Regions from separate parts of the Mus musculus genome. Here regions 1 and 2 are each linked to region 3. Evidence: chromatin contacts called from public promoter capture Hi-C data. All regions are on one chromosome and are shown on one strand. The core of a region is the stretch at or near the end of the contact, and the rest is flanking DNA. Distances in the headings are between cores, read along the strand shown.

What was found. Capture Hi-C pulls out chosen DNA fragments and counts their contacts.
Region 1: a promoter capture Hi-C map of adipose tissue shows a contact between it and region 3, with 3 times the contacts expected there. The contact joins the promoter of Usf3 here to the promoter of Zbtb20 in region 3. A contact is called at or near these places in 1 of 39 promoter capture datasets (cranial neural crest) and 1 of 9 other capture datasets (adipose tissue).
Region 2: a promoter capture Hi-C map of adipose tissue shows a contact between it and region 3, with 4 times the contacts expected there. The contact joins the promoter of Nepro here to the promoter of Zbtb20 in region 3. A contact is called at or near these places in 1 of 39 promoter capture datasets (liver) and 2 of 9 other capture datasets (adipose tissue and liver).

The regions. Positions count from the first base shown.
Region 1 is chr16:44,171,592-44,175,116 of GRCm38.p6, forward strand. Usf3 (upstream transcription factor family member 3) reads left to right here and starts at 1,806. Exons shown (of 8, transcript NM_001029889.2): 1 at 1,806-1,919.
Region 2 is chr16:44,723,013-44,726,930 of GRCm38.p6, forward strand. Nepro (nucleolus and neural progenitor protein) reads left to right here and starts at 1,289. Exons shown (of 9, transcript NM_145972.4): 1 at 1,289-1,456. The coding sequence starts at 1,351.
Region 3 is chr16:42,905,998-42,909,668 of GRCm38.p6, forward strand. It overlaps Zbtb20 (zinc finger and BTB domain containing 20), which reads left to right and starts at 1,648. Exons shown (of 11, transcript NM_001285805.1): 1 at 1,648-1,724. The region is part of intron 1 of Gm19522 (predicted gene, 19522); the gene reads right to left.

The DNA of each region.
Region 1 (3,525 bases), core at 556-3,055, 1.3 Mb after region 3:
GGCCTAGAACTCAGAAATCTGCCTGCCTCTGCCTCCAAGTGCTGGGATTACAGGCATGTGCCACCACTGCCTGGCCAAATTTTTTTTTTATTTTAAATTAGAATTAATTTATTATAGTTCAGGAAGTTACGTGTAGCCCGGATTTGATATGTGTTACCCATAAAACCTTATATTTATACTGACATCGAAATGATTTCGTGTAGCTGGACATATATTAACATTATAGATTCATGGATGTATTATTAGTATTACTATTACAGATCTGATCCTAAGGTCTCTGCTGCTAGGGACTAGGGAATGACAAACGTATTCAAAAGTTAATTAAAACTCACTAGCAAGCTGGGCGGTGGGTGGTGGTGCAAGCCTTTAATCCCAGCACTTGGGAAGCAGAGGCAGGCGGATTTCTGAGTTCAAGGCCAGCCTGGTCTACAAAGTGAGTTCCAGGACAGCCAGGGCTACACAGAGAACCCTGTCTCGAAAAACAGCAACAACAACAAAAAAACTCACTGGCCTGGCCCAGATGGGACAAGGAAGTGAAAAAGAAATCAAACTGCCTATTAGCACCAAATTTGAAGTAACAGTAAGGGCCTATTTTATCACAGATTTTCAAAGTGCGGAGGAAACATAAAACGGGGTTACTGTTAACCTTTTTCTCAATGCAAGGTCTGTTTCTACTGTACATAGGTTCAAGTAGTATTTCTATTATGCCCTGCGTTCCAGTCCAATTGGCTATATCTGGTTGTGAAAAGCTCATAAATCTTTCACCACCACTAGGTGGAGAATCAGACACCTGTCTCGGGGAGGCGGGCTTGTGAAATGAAACAAAACTAGAAAAAGATAGCTGGATAGTTCAAGAGCTCCAAAGGCACTTTAGAGGACGCTGAGGTCTCCGGTCCTAAATAAGGGTGTCTAGTAGCCTAAATTTAAGGTTCCAATCCCATCCCCCAAAGCCACGCACTCACTTCCTTAGCAGGGGACTGCAGAACCTTTCTGAAAACGGGCTTCGTGCAAATAAAGGACGTCAAGAGTCCACCGTATACGAATTCCTGCAGTCTCCAATATCCAAAGATAGTGCACTGAGGGAAGTCACATAGGACTGGATTTTCCACCTTCATTTACCACCTTCTAACCCTCCAGGCTAAAGGTACTTGTCTATCTTTTGCCACTCTCCTCCTCTTCAGTTTTTTTCATTTCTACGCTTGCATTGAAAGCTGCCATAAGCATAATACAGAACAGGGTGCGAGGAAGTTTCTTAAAAACCTCTTTTTTTTTTTTTTTTTCCTAGCTTCTCAAAGCGTCCCCTTTAAGGAACCAGGCCCACCTCTTTCTCATCCACCTACTGGCTTTCCTTTCTGCCTGTCACTCTACCTTTAAGAATATTTCCTGTTCTTTCAACCCAACTTGCACACCTCCGCCCCCCGGCCTTGGTCATTGGGCCGCCCGAGGCCTGTTCCCTCCTAGCTTTTCCCTCCTTCTCCTCCCGCCCTCCAGCCTAGCGCAGCGGAATCCCGGCTTCTGACTGGCCACGGTGGCAGCCTCCCCAGCACCGGATTGGCCGGCCGGTTGGTCGGGGCGGGAGCGAGGCGCATCCAGGCTAGGCTGTGCGCGTGCCGAGCGGCGGCCGCGGGAGGGGCGGGAGGGGCGGGGGGAGGGGGGCTGGGAAAGTTGAGGCCGTGCTGCCGCCGGGTCTCCGGCCTCGAGGGCTCGGGCTCGCTGCGGCGGCGGTGGCCGCGAGGAGAGGCGGCGGGGGCGGGGGGAGAGGAGGGCCCGGGCCCGCGCTCCCCCAGCCCCGCAGAAGCAGGGGGCGGCCGCGGACCCAGAGGCTCGCCTAGACGGCCAGACACCGCTGCCTTCCGCTCCTGGGACCATGACCCAGGCGGGGGTCGCCGCCGCCGTGGCCCGGAGCGCGTCACCGGCGGGTGAGTGGCCGCGGGAGGGGGCGCTGACAGCCGGGACCGCGGCTGCGGGGGCGGCTCCGGGGGGCGGCCCCGGGCTCAGCTCCACCCACCCCCTCCTAGCCGCGGGAGGTGAGGGCTAGGCTGAGTGCCCCTCGTTCCTGGGGTCCCCAGAACTCCCCACCTATCCCGGGGCGATCGCTCTCTTCACTCCGGCATGCTCGCACCCTGGGTGCCAGGCCTGAGGGAGCTCGCCCTGCTCCCGGTGCGCGCCGGCGGACAGAGGCCCCATGCTGTCCTGGGTGCATAAAGAGCTGGGCAGCCAGGTCCCCACCGGGTGGCCTTTGCTAGCCTCCTTCACCTTTTGCCATCCCTTCCATCTCTTTACTTGTCTTCTGACTTTCCTTCTGATCCACTCGTCAAACTCGCTGCTTGCTTTTGTAACTTTCACCTCTGTGTCGGAGAGTTAGGCTGACGTTTTCTTTTTAGAAGCCCATCTTTTTGCTTCTGAATAGCACTGGTCCATGCGAATGGCATTCTTGTCCGATTTCAAATTTCCTGAACAAGCATGAGGTTTCTGGACGCTTGGCTGAGGTTGGGCATTTTGGGGATAGAGTTCTCTTCTCTCTGTGGGGTCTTTTTTGCTTTTATTGACCTCATCTGTAGATAAGAGACCACAAAAAACTAACTGCCAAAACCAACTAATGTTCAGATAACATTTTACCACTAAGTTGAGTGAATTAACAAACATGATAGGTCTGGCCGACTTTATGGGTAACAGTGGCAGAGTCTTAAAGGAAACTTTGATGAGTAAGTGGACCCTGCAGTAGCTTTTCCCCATGGCCAGTCAGATCTGCTCTTTGCAGGGCCGACAGTTTCCTCGGTGACCTTTTCCTTTCCCTCAGAACACTTGACTTGCTGTATGGATACTATGTTTCCATTTGCTTGGGAAATACACAACGTATTTGTTGCAAACTGAGGAAGATTCATTGAGAAGCCAAGAGTTGTGAATGAAAGCTGTATCAAGAAGCATGCCAAAGGCCAACAGCCACTTGTGACCCAGAATGAACATAAAAGTGGTCCAACCCAAAATTGAAAACATATCCAATCCCTTGAGGGTTTCTTTTTTTCCTTTCTTAATTTCATTGTATGGTTCCAGAGAGTGAACCTTGTAAAGACAAGTTTGTGTCACAATGTCAAAAGGTTGGGCAGTAGTCTAAACATTATGACTTTTGTATAGATTAGCTTTAGTAGTTTGGTGATTGTAGTAGTCTGTGCATTGATGAAATGTAGAACTCTTTTGATACAAAAGCATTTCCATTCAGTGTGGTAAGGGCCACCTAGAATAGTTATTTTCTACCCTAGTCGTCTATAGAACATCACAGAAGTTTTTTTAAAAAAGATTTTACAGTGAGCTAGTTTTGTATGAAACACACACATGTGCGCGCGCACACACACTTGCACATGCACATGCACGCACTGTTTAACTCCAGCTAGAAGAGAAGCTTCCACAGATAGCAAGCTTGGAACCCCTGGCAGTAAAGCCAGGTCTTAATGTTATCTCACGCTGTTCCTTCCTGTGGTCAAGCCCAATGGTTTCTTAACTGGATTGTTTGTTACAGTCACCTTC
Region 2 (3,918 bases), core at 39-2,538, 1.8 Mb after region 3:
ATCACCAAACACTGAGTTCCAGGATCAGCGGGAGAGCCTGACTCAGAAGCAAAGGTGGGTAGTGGTAAAGGAAGACCCTGACCACTACCCTTAGCCTCCAACGTGCACACACGACACATCTCCAACTAAAATATCTTCTGTCTTCCACAAGTCCAGAAACATTATGTTGATTCTGTTAAGTCTGTGGTAATATGTTACAGCCCAAATAGGAAACTAACACACAGGTAATTTGGTAGTGCATTAGAGGGGCATTTAAGTCGTTATGGTGTGAGGATAGTTTACGAAGTGTTATTAAAGATAGTGATCCCAGAGCTGACTGAAGAAGTGAGATTGTTTCAAAATGGTTCAAATGAAAGAGCAATTAAGCTGGGCAGTGGTGGCACACGCCTTTAATCCCAGCACTTGGGAGGCAGAGGCAGGAGGATTTCTGAGTTCAAGGCCAGCCTGGTCTACAGAGTGAGTTCCAGGACAGCTAGGGCTATACAGAGAAACCCTGTCTCGAAAAACCCAAAAAAACAGAAAAAAAAAAAAAACAAAAAAACAAAAACAAAAACGAGCAATTATCTGTAAGGAACACACAGGACAGAGAGCATCTCAGTAGGGCAAGATTACTTGCGTTAAATACGTCTAGTAAGAGTAAAAATTTGTACAGCAGGCACTGTTCTAAGAAGTCTTTACCCCCAAGCACACTGAGGTCTGAAGAAATTACCTTTTTGGGATAATATATGGTAATCCGCAGACATAATGAAGCAACTTGGCAGTCTCACTTAATGCCCACCAACTGCTCCTCTCCACCCTGCGAAAGAAACCTTATGAACAGAAGCAAGAAGGCCCCAAGGACTTAAAACGAACAATCACCAGTAATCAGTGATCAGAACCAGCAGAGCCTGGAATATTTTGTCGGAGAAAATGACGGTGATAATGGGTGGTCAAGACAACCTCTGGGTTTTTTGTAATTATTGAAGTTGAGCTATATCCAAGCTATATAGTTTTCCTTGACTACTCCAAATAAATCGTGACTACGTGACGAATGTCACATTTGCTGATATGATGCGAGTTCTTCTTTTCAAAATATCCGAGTAAGAGTTAAAAGGCTGGGCCTCACTCGGATCCATCAGTAAAATGCATAGCTTCGAAGTTGCTCTAAAAATGTAGGAGCCTCAGAATACTCTAACACGTTTCTCCTTTCCCAGCGGGTCTAACGGGCCGTGACTCCGCCCCGGGGCGGGCCCCACACCTCCGGCCCGCCCCGCTCCGCCCTCGTCCCCTCCCTCCCTCCCTCTCCTGCCCAGGCCGCTCAACTCGCTCACGCTCCGCTCGGCCTTCCCCGGCCCTCCCACGCCGCTCGAGATGGCCGCTGCGGTGCGGCCGGGTGCGGAGCCGTGGAACCGCGTGAGGATCCCCCAGGCGGGGAACTGCAGCACGCTGACCGTGCGGGACCCCAGCGCCACCCTGGGTGAGTGTGGCCGGCAAGGAAGTCCTAGCGTGTCTCCGGGAACCGGCGGGCGGGCTCACGTGGGACGGGGTGGGACTTCCTGAGCGCGGGGCACGCCGGGAAGGGGAGCGCCAGGCGGAAGGTCCGGCCTGGATAGTGTGGCATGAGGATTGCTGGCAAGCGCCTGGGCTTCGCCGTGACTGTGCTGGAACAGGAGAGCACGACTAGTCCCGGCCCTGCATGTGTAGCCCCCAAACGCTGCCTGGGTCCTGTGCTGTCCCCAAGGATCGGGGCTGTCACCCAAGTACCGTACGCCGGGGCTTCGGACCTCCGGCTTGTCTCTAAAATACAAGAGCTCGTTTTCCCCTTACTGGGCGAGGGAGTTACTCTGGTCTCTCGGTTCTTCTCAAGTGGGGAAAAATGAGATAGTTAGAGCAGTTTGTTTAGAAAACAGGGACTCGCAAAGAGATGTGTGTGGGGGTGGGGTCTGTGTTGTGAGTTTTAATTTAGTTTGTTAGTATATATGCTGTGGAGGTGTTAACCATATAAGAGGGATCGGGCGATTTGATTTACCCGCTCCCAAATCACGGGCCGGCTCTCGTTTGGAACGTTCTTCCCATGATCCTTTAGAAAAGCCTATTGGGTGGGTGGGACGAAAAGATGGGCCCATGCGTATGGCCAAGCCGAAATGAGGATTCTCAGGATTCACGTGGTAAAAAGCGAGAACCAACTTCTGCAAGTAATATGTTCTACATCTCCCCCTGGATTTAATGCTGTGCTACAACCCCGACCCCCCCAAAACGTAATAAAATATTCAAACCTAAATATTATAATGAGGTGGGGGTCTTTCGAATTGTGAGTTAATACCTGGGTTGCCTTAGTTTTTTGTTGTTGTTTTTGTTTTTTGAGACTGAGTTTTCTGTGTAGCCCTGGCTTTCCTGGAACTCACTCTGTAGACCAGGCTGGCCTTGAACTTAGAAGTCCCCCTGCCTCTGCCTCCCCAGTGCTGGGATTAAAGGTGTGCGCCAGAGCGAGAGCAGCCTACCTAAGCTTGAAGGATGTTTAATCACGAAGGGACATTCAGCTACCGGGAGACACAGCTACGAAATACTGTAGTTTTCACGGTTACATCCAACTTTTTGTTTTTGAAGCTGCTTTTGGTCCTATGACTGTCAGTTACTTTTTGTTATTTCTAAGACAGGTTTTACCCCAGTCAAAAATGGGGATAAAAAATAGTACCAGCTTCTTGGCCATATTGGGGAAATGAAAAGGTTGATACCACGAAGCATTTGTAACAGTGCCTGGTTTGACAGTCAAATGACCGTAGCTGTCATTACAGACACATTTGGTAATTGTTAACTAAGTACAACCTATCGAGTATTCTCACCCCTCTTCCCATCTATCTTTCCTACGCAGTTTTAAGTTCTTTCTAATTCCTTAGTCACAATTTTAAAAACAGATTACTATGGGAAATTCACCAACTCCTCATCACCCAGGTAGCTGATTTAATTTCTCCAGATAGGACAGAGCTTTTCACTTAGAATGCTTGTGTTTCCTTTCTGAGCCACCAGATGGAGCCTGACGCCTGCTTCCCAGCTGCTCATGTTCCGATTAGGAAACATTTGTATAACCATTCAGTTACATAATACAATTTCCAGTGGCCCTGGTGGTTTCTCTTTTCTGGATGTAGTTTCCCATTGATATCCACAGAGGATTGGCTCTAGGAATCCTTCCTTATAAAGAAATGTGTACATGCTCGAGTCTATATAACATGGTAGATAGTATTTGCAGTAGGACCTATCTTTCTGTATACATTAACACTATCTACTTTGCTTATGAAATCCTATACAATATGACATTACAGATGGAATTTTGGGGGGCTATATTCAGTGTGAGGTTGCTTGAATACACAGATGGTGCTCACAGGTAGAGGGCTGAATGTATTGTATATTCTTATCAAAATGTGGTATTCATGGGGCAGGAGAGATGGCTCAGTAGTTAAGAGCAGACTGCTCTTTCAGAGGTCCCGAGTTCAGTTCCCAGCAACCACATGGTGGCTCACAACCATCTGAAATGGTGCTGGATGCCCTCTTCTGGTGTGTCTGAGGACAGCTACAGTGTCCTCATAAAATAAGTAAATCTTAAAAAAGAGAAAAAAGTTGTATCCAAATACAGTTCCTTTGCCTTTGAAGGCTGTAATTGTATGCATGCTGTCTTGCTCACCTGCAGAGCAAAGTGAGGGGTTTATAGATAGATGGAACATGGCCAGGCTTTTTGATATTCGGGGTGTAAGTGCACACCAAATGATAGCTGTAAAAGCAGTCTATTACTCACAGTCACGGTAAAAAGTGATGTAAAGACAGACACATGTTAATATTTAACACATGTTCCCTTATTGATCACCTGCCCTCATTTTTCCAGTGTCTTTCGTAGAATCCTTAATTTTTATAGTTGAGGCCAGTTTGTGTTTTGAGTTCTTTAAA
Region 3 (3,671 bases), core at 398-2,897:
CCAGGCCTTCGTGCATGCTAGGCAAGCACTCTGCCAACTGATCTATATATTCCTCCACCCAGCATGGTAAAATTATTTTGGTTATGTAAAGGAATACATTTTGAATTTTGTAGTAAGTTAAGCCATATAAAAGGATAGTTTTGCAGATAATATATTTAAGGTCATTGGTATCAAAATATAGCATTAGAATAAGTCAAGTGCACCCTCTTACCTTTCATTTTATGTGTGTGAATTCCTTTGGAAAAATCTACTCTTTAAAAATTTTTAAATGTATACAATTTATATAGTCAAACTGTATAAACAACATTAAGGAAGATGGGCATCTACACAGATACAATACTCAGATATATAGATAAATAGATAGATAGATAGTTAGTTAGTTTGGTTTATCAGGAGTTGTTTTGAAAAAAAAAAGAGACTTCCAACCAGTTCTATTTTCTGATGTTCATCATCCCAAAGCTGAAAATATATCACCACTTTAGAAAAGGCACCTGGGAGTTAGCAAAGGCTATGAGGAGCATGTGGTGGGACCAGTAATATAACCAGCACTATTTTCCTGGAGCTAGTGCATGTGAAAATTTGGTTAAAGGTATAGTATAAAGAGTTTCATTTTTTTCTTTCAAGGAAGGTTTATTTAAAAGCACCAGTTTTAGTTTTTACTTCTAATAAAAGATGAAAGGTTATTTACTGTAGTTTCCGATCCATATTGTATAGAACTTTGTCTTGCTTGAATGGTAACTCCTAATAGGTTTATTTCTCTGGTATACTATGTATTAAATGCATTGCACCTGTTAATACAGACTGCATTGCATTGTGTAGCTGGATGCTTCAAACAAGAAACCAGTCTGCTTTCTTCTAGGGTACTAGCCTATTAGCAAGTTAATTAAACTTAATTCTGTTTTTGTCTTATAGTTTTGTTTATGGTCTTGGTTTATTTACTGAACAGTGATTTCTTCTTTGCAGTTACCAGTTTTGCCTGAGATCAGTTTTCCTATTGTATGGAGTCTGTTTCTTACAGTCTCCTTTAAGACAGCTCTGACTTTAAAATCATTACTAAGCTTTTGTCAGAGCAGATTTGTTGACATTTTTCTCACATTCAAAAAATAAATTTGAAAGATTGCACAAATAAGCTATGTAATTCCTTATTTCCTGCTAATATGCAAAAATGTATTTATGATAATTACACACGTACTGTGTGCCAGAGCTGAAACAATACATTCCTCATAATGGAGCATAAATAAAGAAGGTGGAGCCAGCTGCTCTTAAACTGTTTCTTTGCAAGCAGTAATGCTATAGAGAATATACCTTTTCCCTCTGTTAGTCTGGCAATGCTGAACCTGTTGCTGCATTAGACGAGTTGCGTTTTCCTGGGTAGGGGAAGGAGGGCTGTCTGCTGTCTGGTAGGAGGGCTTTGTCTGTGCCTTTCTCTCTCTCTCTTTCTGTTTTTCTTTCTCTCTCTCCTTCTCTTTCTCTCTCACTGGCTTGCTTGCTCTGTCTCTGTCTTTCTCTCTCTCTCTCTGCCCCCCTTCCCCTCCCTCTCTCTTGCTCTCTCTCTCTCTCTTCCCGTCTCTGTGGTTTGTAAGGTAGGTTGCAGTGTGTGTATATACACAACATCAAGAGCAGGAAAATGGACTCATTAGGGAGGCAGGCAGTCATTACCACTCACACTGTACTTCCAGGGAGACACCGATTATGAGAAGAGAAACTCAGCGCTGGGGAAGAAGGTAGGGGCAGACAACTTTCATAAAAACAACCCTGCCTCCTCAGTCCCCTTGCATTTATCATCTTATTTACTCCACAGTGCTTTTAGGCTTTCTTTCCTGAATTTTAATTTCTGTATCTAAATTTGACAGAGCTAATGCTAGTTTGAATTTTGGAACATCTATAGGAGGCCTACCCTGTACTAATTTTCTTAATTATTTAAGGGTGTGACCTTGTGATTCAGTTTTATTAGTTTAAAAATAATTACAAACAAACCTATTTTTCTTACTAAAGTAATGAGTAAATCAGAATCGTTCACTCTTTTAAAACAAACTCCTCCGTATGTTTGTCTCTTTGCTTTTCTCGTCTGTTTATGCAATTCCATCTGTCTGTCTATATATCATGTTGTCCTTATTTATTGCTAACTGGATTTTGTTAGTTATTTGCCAGTGAGTTTTAGCTGCAGTGCCAGTGTGGGTACTACCAAAATGAGACTCTTGTTCTTTGTTTTACATTGAAGTTTAAAGTCCATATTTACAGTATAGATCCTTTAAGCAGGTTGCATACTTTATGCTAGCATGTTTATTTGATGACATTGGACATAAGGTGAAGGGTAGCCCCTCAGGGTGGGCAAGAATCAAGGAACTATTTTTTTTTGCTACTACACATGTAGAAATAGTGCATCAGGGGGTTATAGTTTCAAAGAAATTGTGGCTATTTTCTAACTTTTTATTTTATAGATAGATTGTTGCATTTATATGGGTATTACTGTGGTTAGTAAGAGTATAAACTTTCTTAACAAGAAGTTTTTATCCTGGGATAGTTTCCTTTTAGTATGTTAGTGCTTGTTTATGCTTAGGGAGGGAGGAGTGGAGGCTGGCCTTTTTACATTTTTTTTTTTTTTAACAAAGTGGAAGCTATGGAGTGTATCAGGCCATTTTGTGCAACAACTGTAAGTATTCCCTTAACATATTTGAGTCCATAAATAATGTATTTGTTATTGCAAATATGTATTTGAGGTTTTTTTTTATTTCTTTTTTCTTTTCATGGTGGGAAAAAAGCTATGCTTGAAACCAGCTTGCATTGTTGAGGAATTTTCTAGAATAGTGCTTTTTCAAAATTTCAAGGAGTAGTTAAATAAGGTGGATGTGAAGTATACTTTTAGATGGACTTCTATTTAGGTTTGTGCAAAAGCAGAACTTTTATTCATCTGATAAAAATTAAGTCAGACAGAGAGGAACATAAATGTTTTCAGAATATACACGAGCAGTGATAGGAAATGAATGCAGATCTGAGGAGATGTTTGATAATAACAATCACCTTTTTGTAATACATTATTTATTTACTATAAGTAGCAGACTTTCCCCTGTTAATTCCATTAGGCCTCTCTGACAACACAAAGAAGTCCAGAAAGCAATATTCTTAACCCACCTGGGACTCGAGAGCAGACTCCACAACACACTCTCAAGGTTCAAGCCTAGTAAAGCGTTTATTCAAATCCATTATTAGGGGAGGGCGGTGAACTTTTGCTACTAAAAGTCTTCTTTACCGCTTCTTTAAAAAAAAAATATACTTAGACTTTTAATTTAGTTTTTTTTTTTTTCTCCACTGTCTTTTCAGCTGGAAAGGCCAGCCCTGACCAAGAGCATACAGACCTGAAGTACATTCAGTCAGGCCCTTTCAGAGATTGTTTTTTTTTTTTTTTTTTTTTAATCAAAGGTCCATGGAAAGTTTGAAGGAGGCTTTAGGAAACGTGTATTAACACTGTGCATAGTTGGTGTTGTGAACAGAATTTTTCCCATTTCAGACTGTGATCCAAAAAGTTGTTTCAGAACTAATAGGTCAGAAGTGTGTCTGTGTCGTACACCTGTTATTTTTGGTATTATCTCTTGAAGAATTATCTAAGATGCTCTTTTAGATAAAAGAAATCTTTCACAGACTGTTTGATCAATCATCTTTTGTGCATATGT